Linked DNA regions of Mus musculus: region 1 is linked to region 2. Evidence: chromatin contacts called from public Hi-C data. All regions are on one chromosome and are shown on one strand. The core of a region is the stretch at or near the end of the contact, and the rest is flanking DNA. Distances in the headings are between cores, read along the strand shown.

Region 1 (5,850 bases), core at 1,648-4,147, 33 kb after region 2:
ACCTGGATAACCTTAGTAAGGCTACATTGACCAGGGTGACCCTAGGGGTCTGACTAGGTGGCTCCCCACCTTTTCTCAATGGTTTTTAGGCCCCTCCCATCCCACAGGCCTATCATCACCCTCATAAGGATCCCACTGTGGGCCAGTCGTCTGCACATCTGCCTCTTATCCTTCCTTCTTTATGAGGTATGAAGATTCCCCAGCTAGATCTGTGGACAAAGAACTCCAAGCTGGAGCCTCTGTTTTGCCCTAATGGCATCCCAAGCCTTTTCCTGATGCCATGACTGGTGCCAGTCCCCTCAGCTGAGATGGCAGAACAAGGCAACCCGCTTCCCATGTGTGCATGCTCCTGAGCCCACGCTTGGAAACTGCAATGCAAAGACATTCCCAATGGGATCCCAAATCCAAATCCAAGGGTCCTTGACCCCACTGCAAAATTCCTTATCTATGCATATTTTTCTAATGAGTGATCAGTAAACCCTTAGGGATCTGGGCAGGTTGTGAATTCTTTATCTTTGAGCTAAGGCTCAGTAAGTCACATGAGGATTCACAGAGAACAGTAGTTTTCCTACAGGACAGCCTTCAATAGCAACAGGACATCATCCCAGGACAGGCAGTATGGCTTTTAGTGGGCAGCCTGTGGAAAGGCCAGCTTCACTGCCCTGCCCCACCCAACACTGAAGATGCTCACCTGGGCTGCATACAGCCCTGCAAACAGCCTGCAGTGCCTCCAGGGAGGCGTTTGAACTCAATAGGCCCCCGTGCTTGAGGTCATTTGTATCTCAGAGTCAGAATTCAAGCTCCCAGACCCACATGTTTCCAAGAAGCAGCCCCACGCTCTGACCCACCCTTTTCTTGAACAATAAATGGGGATGAAGGTGGGACACACCCCTACTACCTTGAGCAAGCTCAGTACCGGTGTGCCAGGAGTGGCGTGTGTCTACTTGTATGTGGCTGTGAACCACAGATGGCTCAAGGCCCCAGTACAGACACAATACATAATTCTAGACACAATACTCCCCAGCATGTGCCATTTCTGTCTCTCCCCCACCCCCTTGTGCCATGCCGGATCTCTACTGTACTGAGAGTGCTTCTTGGAAGAAGCCTGGGTGACAAGGGAAACTGACCCTGGATATCTTCAGCATGGCAGACACAATCAGGGTGTGGGGGAAGAGATGCCTTAGGTATTGGCAGAGAGCCCAGAGCCAGGCTTGGAAGGACTCACACCCCTTGGCTGGGCAGGAGAACCCCTCTGACATCCAGGATTTGCTGCTGCTCAGGTTGGGCCTCAGCACAGCCGTCTCCCTGAGACAAGGCACAGCACTGTGGGGGAGTAGCCTCACCCAGATGCTTCACCCTTCTCTAAACACCGCCTGGCGAAAGCAAACCAGACAGAGGCAAACACTTGGTTCCTTGGCACCCAGGCCTTGTGTTTGTTAAAAGGCTCCACTCCGCTGCCCCATACACGTGCAGGCAGACAATAGATCTGCAGTCAGGAGCCTGAAAGGGACAGCCAGATGTCACCACTTGCCACCCAGATCACCCTGATTTGTCTGACACCTGCAAAGCTCTCTGCGCTCCTCTGGAACCCCACCAAGTTCGAAATCTCAGCAAGCACCCCCACCTCCATCCATGCTGCTGCTTGAGCAAAGATATTGGGGCAGAAATGTAGTAAGGAAAGTCAGCCACTTGGCTGTTATCGCAAGGGAGAGGGGGAAATGACAGACAGACGGACGGACAGGCAGACGGATGATGGGGACATGGAAAACAAACTCAAAAGTGCAATATCCACCCCATCCAAGGGTCTTTCCCACTTCTCTAGGCCCTGACACCACCACTTCTGCTCCTGTGACCAGACAGAGGTGTGTAGCAGAGGCTGGAGCCAAAGGTTGATACATATAGGAACCTTTAAGTACAGACAAGTGGGTGACAAGTCCCAGGGAGAAACAGAGAGCAAAAGACAAGAAATTCAAATCAGTGGTTCTAGTAAGCCAAGCCCAGCCTGGCTCAGGTTGGGTGAGGGGTGAAAAAGCCCCCCTTGGCCCTAATTGGGGGTGTCTACCCACAACCCCAGGAGCCACTCACAACTGGGATCAGGGACTTGGACCTAAAAAGCCAGGATATCTGAAGTGGGAGGCAAAGCCAGCTGGACCTGTGGCTGGGAGGGGCTCAAGTCCTACCCACCCCAGTCGTAGAAATCCGCAAGTGCAGCTCAAGTCATCTGGACAATGCCAAGCTCCCTCCCTTTCTCTCAGGGCCAAGTCCTATGAGAGGCCATGGGTGGACAGAGTCCAAGGGCAAGATGGGTCAGCAGTCACTTGCTCTGCGGACCCTGACGAACCATCCTGAGAATCAAGCCAGGGAACTGAGATCTCAGACCCAAGATCTTACAGGACCTCTTAGACACCCCTTCCCTGCTATTGCTGGGCTGGGGTACAGACCCCTCCATATCCTGGGTCGGAGGCTGCCAGACCCTCCCACCCATTCGCCTAGTCCTGACTCCTTTTAGCCTCACCAAGTGGGAAACGGGGCTGGACATGCCGCACCCACACGCGGGCCCCACCCGCCACCCAGAAGTCCCCAGGCATTTGGACTCCCCAGCCAGGCGCTGTTTCCCATACAAGCTGCTGTTTGGGTCTACTCGGATCTATGCAGGGGCTCCCCCAGACCAGCCCCTGAGGGCTCCCCGACCCCCACGCCGGCTCTGTGGCCCTGAAGCCTCTCAGGCCCGCTGAATCCCCTCCTGGCCTTTCTCGGCCTTCCACCAGCCCCATCCTTCCCGGTCCTCCCAGCAGCGGAGCTCCTACCGTGCTGGTTGTACTCAGTGCTGGGGCCGGGCCGGGCCGCCTGGGCCCGCGAGGGGCTCAGCTGTCGCTGAGCAGCAGGAAATACCAGAGGGCTGATCCAGGCGAGGCGGAGCGAGGGAGCGGAGGGCGGAGGAGGGAGGAGAGCGCGGCAGACGCAAAACCCCGGGTGGACCAAGGGCGGATCGGCTGCTGGGGAGGCACGCTGGGGACCCAGTCCTTGCCCGGAGCCTGAGCCTCCTCCCCGGTGCAGGCTGGGGGGCATAGGAATCCTTAAGTATAGACAAGTCGGTGGCACCTGCGCGCCAGGGCTGGGGACACCGCCCCACAAATAGCCAAAGGAGGGGAGGGTGGCGGTAAGCAGCGCTAATCTTGGGAGGGGTCTTCTATTTGAGAAGCATACCTGGGTGCGGTGCCCTTCCCCTTCCAGAACATAAGACCTCTCTCTCCCAAAACCAAACCCCACTGTCCTTGTCCTACACAGGGGCTCAAGGGGACCCCTTGGTCACCATCCATGATTCCCACTACACTTCTTTCAGGATGCCTTGGCTGAGACTCTGACTCTTGGGGCTGGAGAGATGACTCAGGTTAAGAGCATATGCTGATCTTCCAGAAGATCACAGGTCCATTCTCCGCACCCAGGTCAAGCTGCTCACAGCCACCTGTAACTCCAGTTCCAGGTGATCTGACAACCTCTCTTAGCACCTACACCCATGTGACATCACACACACACAAATAGAAATAATAATACTTTTTAAACTAATTATCCTGATAACCAAGACCTCCTATGTGTCTACCACCCTTTACCACTCTCCAAGAACTTTCTAGACTCCTCAATCCTCTTGTATTTAGAAGACACTTTTCTAATTTGATACCACCCATATATAGAGGCTGATCTTAGAGTTCTCCAGCTGAGACCCTCAGCATGAGGTTCTTTGGGGTGTGTGTGTATGTGTAAGGGTCCTTCCTGTAGAGTTCCCAAGAGCCACCCAAGCAGGAAGTTTAGCCTGCCTCCTCCAGCCGCTGGAATCAGGTAGGACACAGAAAGGTATAGAGGCTTTCCCAGCAGAACCTTCTACCCCAGGAATACCGGTGTGAGTGTGGGCAGAGCCCCAGCTGATTCCCACATTGTTAGTAGGTGCTGGACAGCAGAAGTGCTTCCAGGCTATGGGAAACCACTGCTGCTAAAAGCCACTGGGTAGGGCTGTGGCGTGCAAACCTGGAATAGACAACTTCCAGTCTCTGTAGACCCCTTGTCCACTCAGCCTTAGCCATGCCTCCCCTGTTAGACAGAGGCTAGGGGTTCCACCTGGTGGGCAAGTACCAGCATCTTGTGCACAGGTAAGGAACTTAGGCGGGCTCATTCTCAGTTCATCATGGGACCATCCCTACCCAACCCCAGTCACCTGGCGAGGCCTTCGGATGCAGAACTGCTCAGACAAGATGCTCAGGGCCATGGTGAAACTGCCTTCTTGAGGTCTGAGGGGTGGCTCTGCCCTTCCAGCAGGACTGTGTGCAGTGTGGGCCGCTTCACAGATGGAGACCAGCCTGCCTGCTAGGTCTGCCCCAAGCTCAAACAAAAAGCTGGGTGTGGCTGCTAGAACCCAGTAAATCAGCAGTTGCTAGAGCCAGTCCTTGAGGGACTCAAAGAAGAAAACAAGGTCCCTGTCCCCTGGGGCAAGGTCTCAGCAAAATTGCCTTCACTTGCTGTTTGAATATGGATTATAGGAGCCAGATTACTGGCCAAATGGGGGAGGCTTGTGCATGATAGCAGGAAGGGTGGGCTGAGGAACACAGTCTGAACGAGATTGCCCCAGTGCCAGATGGTCAAGTGGGGACTGAGGAAGTGCCACCTGTGTGGTTCAGGTACAGGTGCATAGCTGCAGCTAGGCTTCCCTGAAGTCTCCATCCTGCTCCTTGCAGGGCTGGAAAAGGTATTCTTGTGAATGAAGGCAGGCTCTAATCTTTCTGCTGCTGAGCAGAGCACTGTCACGCAGAACCTTGTTCCTTCAAGGTCTTTGTCTGCTCTGTTTTAGACAGGCTCTCACATGGCCTCAAATTCACTATGTAGTGGAGGATGAGCTTGAACTCCCGATCTTCCTGCCTCCTACCTCCCAAGTGCTGGGATTACAGGTATATGCCACCACATCTGGTTTCCTGTGGCATAGAACCCAGGGTCTTCTATATTTCAGGCCTATGCTCTACCAACTGAACCATATCCAAGCCGAGTTGACCTTCTGAATGAACCTCCTTTTCCTTGACAAATGAGCAGCATGTGCATGGTGGAAGATGGAGACCAGAGGAAAGAGTCTTGGAGCGGGGCTGTGCAGGGGTCATGTGGGCAGGGGCACACTGATGAGTTCTAAGGCCTGGGAAAGCCTAGAGCAAGTTTATGCAACTCTCCATGCCTCTGTTTCCTCACATGTAAGTTGCAGTAATGAGAGCAGGTTCCGGCTCCAGCTGTGCAGGGAGGGAGAGCTTGGGGCATCCAGAAGTCAGGGCAGCCAAGACAGCAGAAGCAGCAGGTTCCAGGAGTGAGGAGGCTACACCCTTGGTATTCATTGGATGGTCGGGGCGGCCAAGTTGGAAGAAGGGCATGAGGTGAGGTCAAGGAGGCTGGAAGGCTTATCTTGCCTGGGTGATATGTGGATTTTGGCTTTATTTCGACTGAAGTGAACTAGATAGAGATTCTGGGAAGAGAAAGAATGGGCTTATTTGTATGTGCGCACATGGAGGCTACAGGTAGACCCCAGGGTGATTCCTCAGGCGCTGCATACTCGGCTTTTGGAGGCAGAGTCTCTTATTGAGACTAGAGTTTACCAATAAGGCTAGACTGGTTGGCCAGCAAGCACCAGAGAGCTCTGTGCTTTAACCTGCAATGCAGGGAATACATGTGTGTGCCACCATACTTGACCCTTTCTTTTTAAAACTTGAGTTCTGGGACTGAAATTCAGGTCCTCCTGCTTGCAAGGACACTTTTTTTTTTAAATCAACTGAGCTGTTTCTCCAGCCCATTGATCTTATTACTGTTTAGAAAACAAACAAA
Region 2 (5,861 bases), core at 2,096-4,595:
TTTCTACTCTGGCATCCTGGTTCTCCCTCTAACATGCACAACTGCCATGGTACTATTCACCACATGGCACATCCACAAGACCCTCACCAGAGGCCAGATCCACAGGGCTGCCTGATCCTGTATGTCTGGCCTCCAAAACCCTGAGTTAAATAACCCTCTTGTCTAGAAGTTCTAGCTGCAGGAATCCGGTTTCCCCAGTCCTCTGTGTTTATGGGTGTGCTAGGCAGTTTTCTGCTACTATAAGAAATACCTGAGGCAGTCAAGTTAAAAATAAGAAAGGTTTTAGCCAATCTCAGCACTAAGGAGAACTGGTGTTTGTGGCCAGCCTTGGCTACAGAGTAAGTTTTAGGCCAACCAGGGCTACACAGGATGGTTGGGCCTCACTGCTTTGGGCCTCTGGAGAGGCGGTACATCATGGAGGAAGCACTTGGCAGCACAAGTGCTCATGGCCAGGACATGAAAGAGGGAAATATCCGACCATCAGACCCCTCTGAGGCCATAGCCCCTGCAACCTAACTTCCTCCTGCTGAGCCCCACCTCCCCAAGGTTTTACCACCTCCCAGCTGTGACAAGCTGGTGATCAGACCATCCACACTCACCATGCACATGACAATACTCACATGACAGCATAGGTGCCTGACTGGGATGAGGAGCTCCCAGGGGCAGGGTCATTCTAGGTGTATGTAGGTCCCCAGCACGTATAGGACTGGGGGGGGGGGGATCATTCTTGAGCTGCCTGTCCACTCTGGCCACACTCCACTCCAGGGAGGCTGTTTGTTTGGGGCTGGACCCTCACATCACCCTTGCATCTCATGCTAGGCAGGCAGGGGAGAGTTGAGCAGGCATCACTCAGATCCTTGCCGTGTCCTGTTTCCCCTCCGAGTTAACAGGGCTCTCACCTCTCCCAGCTCCTCCTGGACCTGTTCCACATAGGTAGTTCCCCTCCATGGCCCACCAGGGCTGTCTAGCAGGTCGCTCCCACTCTCGTTGGTCTTGCGGCTGTGATCCTGGGTCTCGGCATCCGAGTCTTCTGCATTCTCTCGTTCTGACTTGTCTGAGAATGCATCGTTCTCCAAGGCAGACCCATTCAGCCTGGAGAGTAGAAATGCCAGTGGGCCCCCAATTCCAGGCAACACCTAGGACCTAGGACACCCACCTGGGTACCCAGCCTCTTTTCCTGCAGGGAAGTTGCACACTGCCTAACACTACGTGACCTGTATTTGCACCACTGCTCCTGTTTATCAGTAAGGATGCAAAGACTGGTTCCCACCGGAAAGAACAAGTCCATCACTCCAGCTGACCCATCTCCTGCTGCTTAGGGGACACCATGCTGATCACCTCTCACCCCGTTCACTCACGGGAACAGGTCTTGATCTGGGATGGTGGCCGAGGTGGGCAGTCCGTAGAGAGAAGAGGGAGAGGCATCAGGCGAGGACCCCTGCTCCCCATCTCGACCCTGCTTGCACGTGCTCAGTCGCAGGAGGCTGGAGCAGCGAAGGGCCAGCTCCAGGGCATCTAGCCAGCAGCGGCCTAAGGGGCACAGAGGGAGACTGGTGGGTGGCTTCCCTTCTATTTCCCCACCAAGGAACCTTAATCTGCCTGTTGTCTGAAATAGCCTTCCAAAACCAATCTCCAGCCAAGGAACCCTGCCCTTTAGTCATGAAACTTCTAGTCCCACACCTTACTCCACCTCACTAGGGCCAAGTTAAAGATCTGCCTCCTCCACAGACCCCAGCCTTGCATGTAGCCATCCTGGCAGGAATGAATATGTACTAAAGAGACAGGTGTGCCCTCCCTTTGGCCATTAGACTATTGAAACAGTGGACCCCAAGGCATTGGAATTGCCCCAGGAGTCTCACGCTGGGGGAGAGAAGGGCTGAAGTCTGGGGACAGACAGAGGGGAGCTTGTCTCTTAGAGACCCCACGGAGTTCTGAGAACGTGTCAGAGATTGCAGGAGAGATTGGCGCTGAGACAGTGATGGGCAGGACCACACCCTGACTAGGATTCTTAGCTCTGTACTCCTCCTGCCCTCTGTTTAAACCTCAATTTCACATCAGGACCCTGAAGACTTGAGATATATCTTGTTGGGCCTGCCAGGCCTTGGAGTGAGTCAACAGCTCTGGGAATGTGCATACACATGTGTATGTCCTTGGGGTTGACACAGTGTAGGATAGACATCAGGAGGGCAGAGGCTGGGCAGGGGTCTTACGTGCTAGTGAAAAGTCACTGACCAGGTAACTTCAAGAGGTAGCAAGAGATAGTTAGGGCTGAGGGATAGTGGGGGAGGGGATGACAGACAGGGCAGGGCCTCTGCTTTGGCCCTGAGGTTCTGCTTGCTTTGTGACAGTGTGTGTGCATGAGTGTAGAACTTGGGTTAGACCTGTGTCATACCACTGTTCTCAGGGGTGTGGCGGGGTGATAGGAGGGCACTGTTAAGAGCTATGGGGGAGAGGGACCCATGCAGGTGACACCAATGTCTCAGTGTGATCACTAACAGCAGCGCTTCCGTCCACGCCTCAGAGTCATCTATAAATGATACCATGCATGCCCAAAGGACTCATGAGTGAGGGTCCCAGCTCAAGGTAAGATGAAGTTCTTGATTCCTAAGCTTGCATGCTGGGTGTCCTTGGGAAGTGTGGATTTCTTTCCCTAACTTAAAGCTGCAGAGACTTTTGTTTGAGAGCCCCTGAGGCTACACTGGGACATTCATGGGAACCCACCTGGTACCCTGGAGCTGCCCCTCTTGCTGAGGGATATTTGAGATCTTGGACTTACTGTAGGCTTGGTTTGAGCACAGTGCTACCTCCTGTGAGGCTGGACATTTGTAAGGACAGTGAGTGGGTTCTGGAGGTTATGCAACCCAGGATGAGAGCTGGTTGTAGAATTAGACTTAGGGCCCAAATGTGCATTTTGTGGCTGCCACAAAAGACTTGACATCCTGAATGTTACACAGCCTTTGGGAACCATTTGAAATTCTTTGCCTCTTCTTGCAGGAAGCCGATCCTGATATACATGGTATGCAGGTAACATTCTTCCTTGACTGTGGCCCCCTGACAATCAGGGATTCAGCTCTGACTTGTCATCTGGTGGCTGGCTTACTGGTCACAGACCCCCAACGTGTGCAGGCTCTGTGAGGGCATAGGTTGCCTGTTTACCCTAGAGCCCAGCAGGTTCAATGACAGAATGAGTGAACAACAGTCAAAACAACGTATGAGGGCGTGTGAATGCAACTTTTGACCACCAGGAGGCACCATAGCACCAGCAGTTAAGCTATCTGCAGGATTCCAAGTCTGGACAGTTGGATCCTAGTTGTCAGGGCCTTGGACTTCCAGCAGGGGGTGCAGTCCTGAGGCTTTGTTAAGGAGCCACAGCCTGGCTAGAAGCTGTCACTTGAAGGACTTCTAAGAATGGGGCTGCTGCTTGGATTCTGTTACCTAGTTCAGAGAATCTGGGACTCGGGGAAGCCCACATTAATATCTGTAGCCTATTTTTGCCAGAATACCTCTAGGCTGCCTGTGACTTAATTTACCTATTAAATTCACAACTGTCACTTGCTTGCTTCCATACAGCCCTGGGATTCCTATAGCATTGGGCTGACAAGTGTGGCTAGTCCCACTTAATCTGTGGGAAATCTGAGGCTTAGCTGAGAGAGGGGTATCACTGTAAGGTAGGCTCAGTCTGTGTCTGACTCTAGGGGACCCTGGGGAGGGAGAAACAGGACAGGTAGCACTTACCGTCTGATTCAGAAGCGGCCCTGAAGATCAGGTAGCTGCTAGGGAGGGGCTGAGTGATGGAGCCCACACTCTCGCCTTTGGGGCCCTGGAGAGACAGAGATCTGCAGGGTCAGGCACTGGGCCAGGAAGGCTGTGGTACACTCTTTATCCCTTCTAATCAGAAGCCTTTCCTTCCACTTAGCTTCTCAATTATGGCTAATAATTCGCCTAAGGCGAATCCTGGACTCACAGTTGAATTTTAACTTCAGCGAGACAGTGAAGGGCAGTTTAGTGTAAGTAAATTTGTCTTACTTGGAATAAATGTGTTTCCTTTTGTTTTGTTTTTGAGACAAGATCTTACTGCATGGTTATGGCTGGCCAGTAACTTGCCATGTAGATTAGACTAGACCTTAAACTCATAGAGATCTGCCTGCCTCTGCCTCTGGAGTGCCAGGATTAAAGGTCTGACCTATCATGGTCAGGTTGGAATAAATGTAAACAGTCAGAATGTTCATATAAAACAGTTTTATTTTTCCCATTTTTGGTTTTTCAGATAGTTTGTTTAGAGGCAGGGCTATGCTCACTCTGCAGCCTAGGCTGGCCTGGAACTTTCTATGTAGCTGAAGATGGTTTTGAACCTCTGATCCTCCTGCCTCCAACCCAAGTGCTGCCCAACCTTGTGTGATACGAGTATCCTCAGAGCGCTGAAGAAGGCCGCACTGTGCCAGGTCGGTCATGTTAATTCATTTTTTGAAGTGGGTATTTTTTTGTTTTTTTTGTTTTGGTTTTTCGAGACAGGGTTTCTCTGTATAGCCCTGGGTGTCCTGGAACTCACTCTGTAGACCAGGCTGGCCTCGAATTCAGAAATCTGCCTGCCTCTGCCTCCCGAGTGCTGGGATTAAAGGTGTGAGCCACCACTGCCCAGCGAAGTGGGTATTTTTAATCCACAATGGGTTTTTTTCAGCTATAGTTTATAAAGTGGGGGAGAATATTAATTTTAAAACTAACAGCAGCAGCCAGGCATGGTGGTTTATACCTGTAATTGCAGCAACGGAAAGGATGAGGAAGGAAGGCTGCCACAGGTTGTAGGTAAGTCTGAGCCTCAGAATGAGCCATGAGTTAGGATGGGCCGTAGAGTAAGATAAACCCTGTCTCCAAAACCAGACCAACAGCAACAAACCACCACCACCAACAACAAAACCCAAGCTGGGCAAGGTAGTAGACTCCTTTAATCCCAGCCTCAGGAGGCAGAGGCAGGTAGATCTCTATGAGTTTGAGGCCAGCCTGGTCTATATACATTTTAGGCCTGCCAAAGCTACATAGTGAGTCTGTCTTTCACCCCCATCCCAAATCCAGAACAACCCTAAAATTTGTTGTTTCTCTGAAACCCACATATAATCAAGATTTCTCCTGGGGACCCACCCCTATCCTGATCAGTTCTGCCTGGCAGTCCTGGTGGTGATGGATGACACCTGAGACAGTCCCTTCCTCCTCTCCAGACAGCACTGGATGAGGGGTTTGATGTATAGCTCATTGTGCCTCATCCATACTTCTAGCAGCCTGCCTGAGGATAGCCACCCCTCCAGGGATCCCTTGCTAGGGGTCCCATTTTGGGACAGCAGTCCCAGGCAAAGCCTCCGTTGTCCCCGAGTCTCCACCTGGATGCCCTGTGGATCGGCTCACCTTCACAGCCCACACAGACTGGTCCAGCGGGTGGAAGAGTTTGAAGCAGAAGCCGTCCTTCTTGGAGGGGCGCTCAATAAGCTCGCAGCAGTGCAGCAGCACCGTGCCCACCCACTGGCCCACCTTGGGTGTCTTGTAAATGAGCAGCACCCCTGGCTTCAGTACACACCACAGCTTCGTCCAGCTCTTCAGGGTCCCTCGGATCTGCAGGAGGATTCATGGTCAGGGTCACCCATGGGAGCTGCCCCCTGGGCCATCTGTGCAGCTTGGTGGGGGGATGAGGAGCAGAGACAAGGACTGGAGGCCCCTGGAACTGGGAGAACTATCCCAGAGCTCTGAAGTTAGTGAGGTCCTCAACAGCATCTTGACTTGGGACTCTGCAGACCTATGAGAAGCCAGCTTTATGGTGGGGTCATTAGTTACAGTAGTCAGGGTCCACTCAAACTGTGTAGTGACAAACACTT

The links. A called contact is a pair of places that touch in the nucleus more often than the background predicts.
Region 1: a Hi-C map of Th1 cells shows a contact between it and region 2, with 3 times the contacts expected there. The contact joins the promoter of Osbpl5 here to the enhancer-like site in region 2. A contact is called at or near these places in 2 of 39 promoter capture datasets (cancer-associated fibroblasts and embryonic stem cells), 13 of 15 datasets of contacts at CTCF or cohesin (CD8 T cells, the G1E-ER4 cell line, the NIH/3T3 cell line and 6 more), 329 of 484 Hi-C or Micro-C datasets (2-cell embryo, 2-cell-like embryonic stem cells, the 4T1 cell line and 166 more), 81 of 115 datasets of contacts at active chromatin or transcription factors (the 230-238 cell line, CD4 single positive thymocytes, CD8 T cells and 55 more) and 7 of 9 other capture datasets (adipose tissue, embryonic stem cells, embryonic tail and 4 more).

What each region holds. Positions count from the first base shown.
Region 1 is chr7:143,737,463-143,743,312 of GRCm38.p6, forward strand. Osbpl5 (oxysterol binding protein-like 5) reads right to left here and starts at 2,898. Exons shown (of 22, transcript NM_001199227.1): 1 at 2,808-2,898.
Region 2 is chr7:143,703,611-143,709,471 of GRCm38.p6, forward strand. It overlaps Osbpl5 (oxysterol binding protein-like 5), which reads right to left. Exons shown (of 22, transcript NM_001199227.1): 6 at 5,398-5,601; 7 at 3,736-3,820; 8 at 1,359-1,530; 9 at 900-1,092. Among named protein-coding and RNA genes, the nearest start is that of Tnfrsf23, 21 kb to the left of the region's middle. Within about 2 kb of position 3,346, at least 9 of the 459 cell types and tissues checked have an H3K27ac peak or open chromatin away from gene starts, as enhancers often do. A contact at or near this core is called in B cells, Th1 cells, bone marrow-derived macrophages and 4 more, where this site is marked.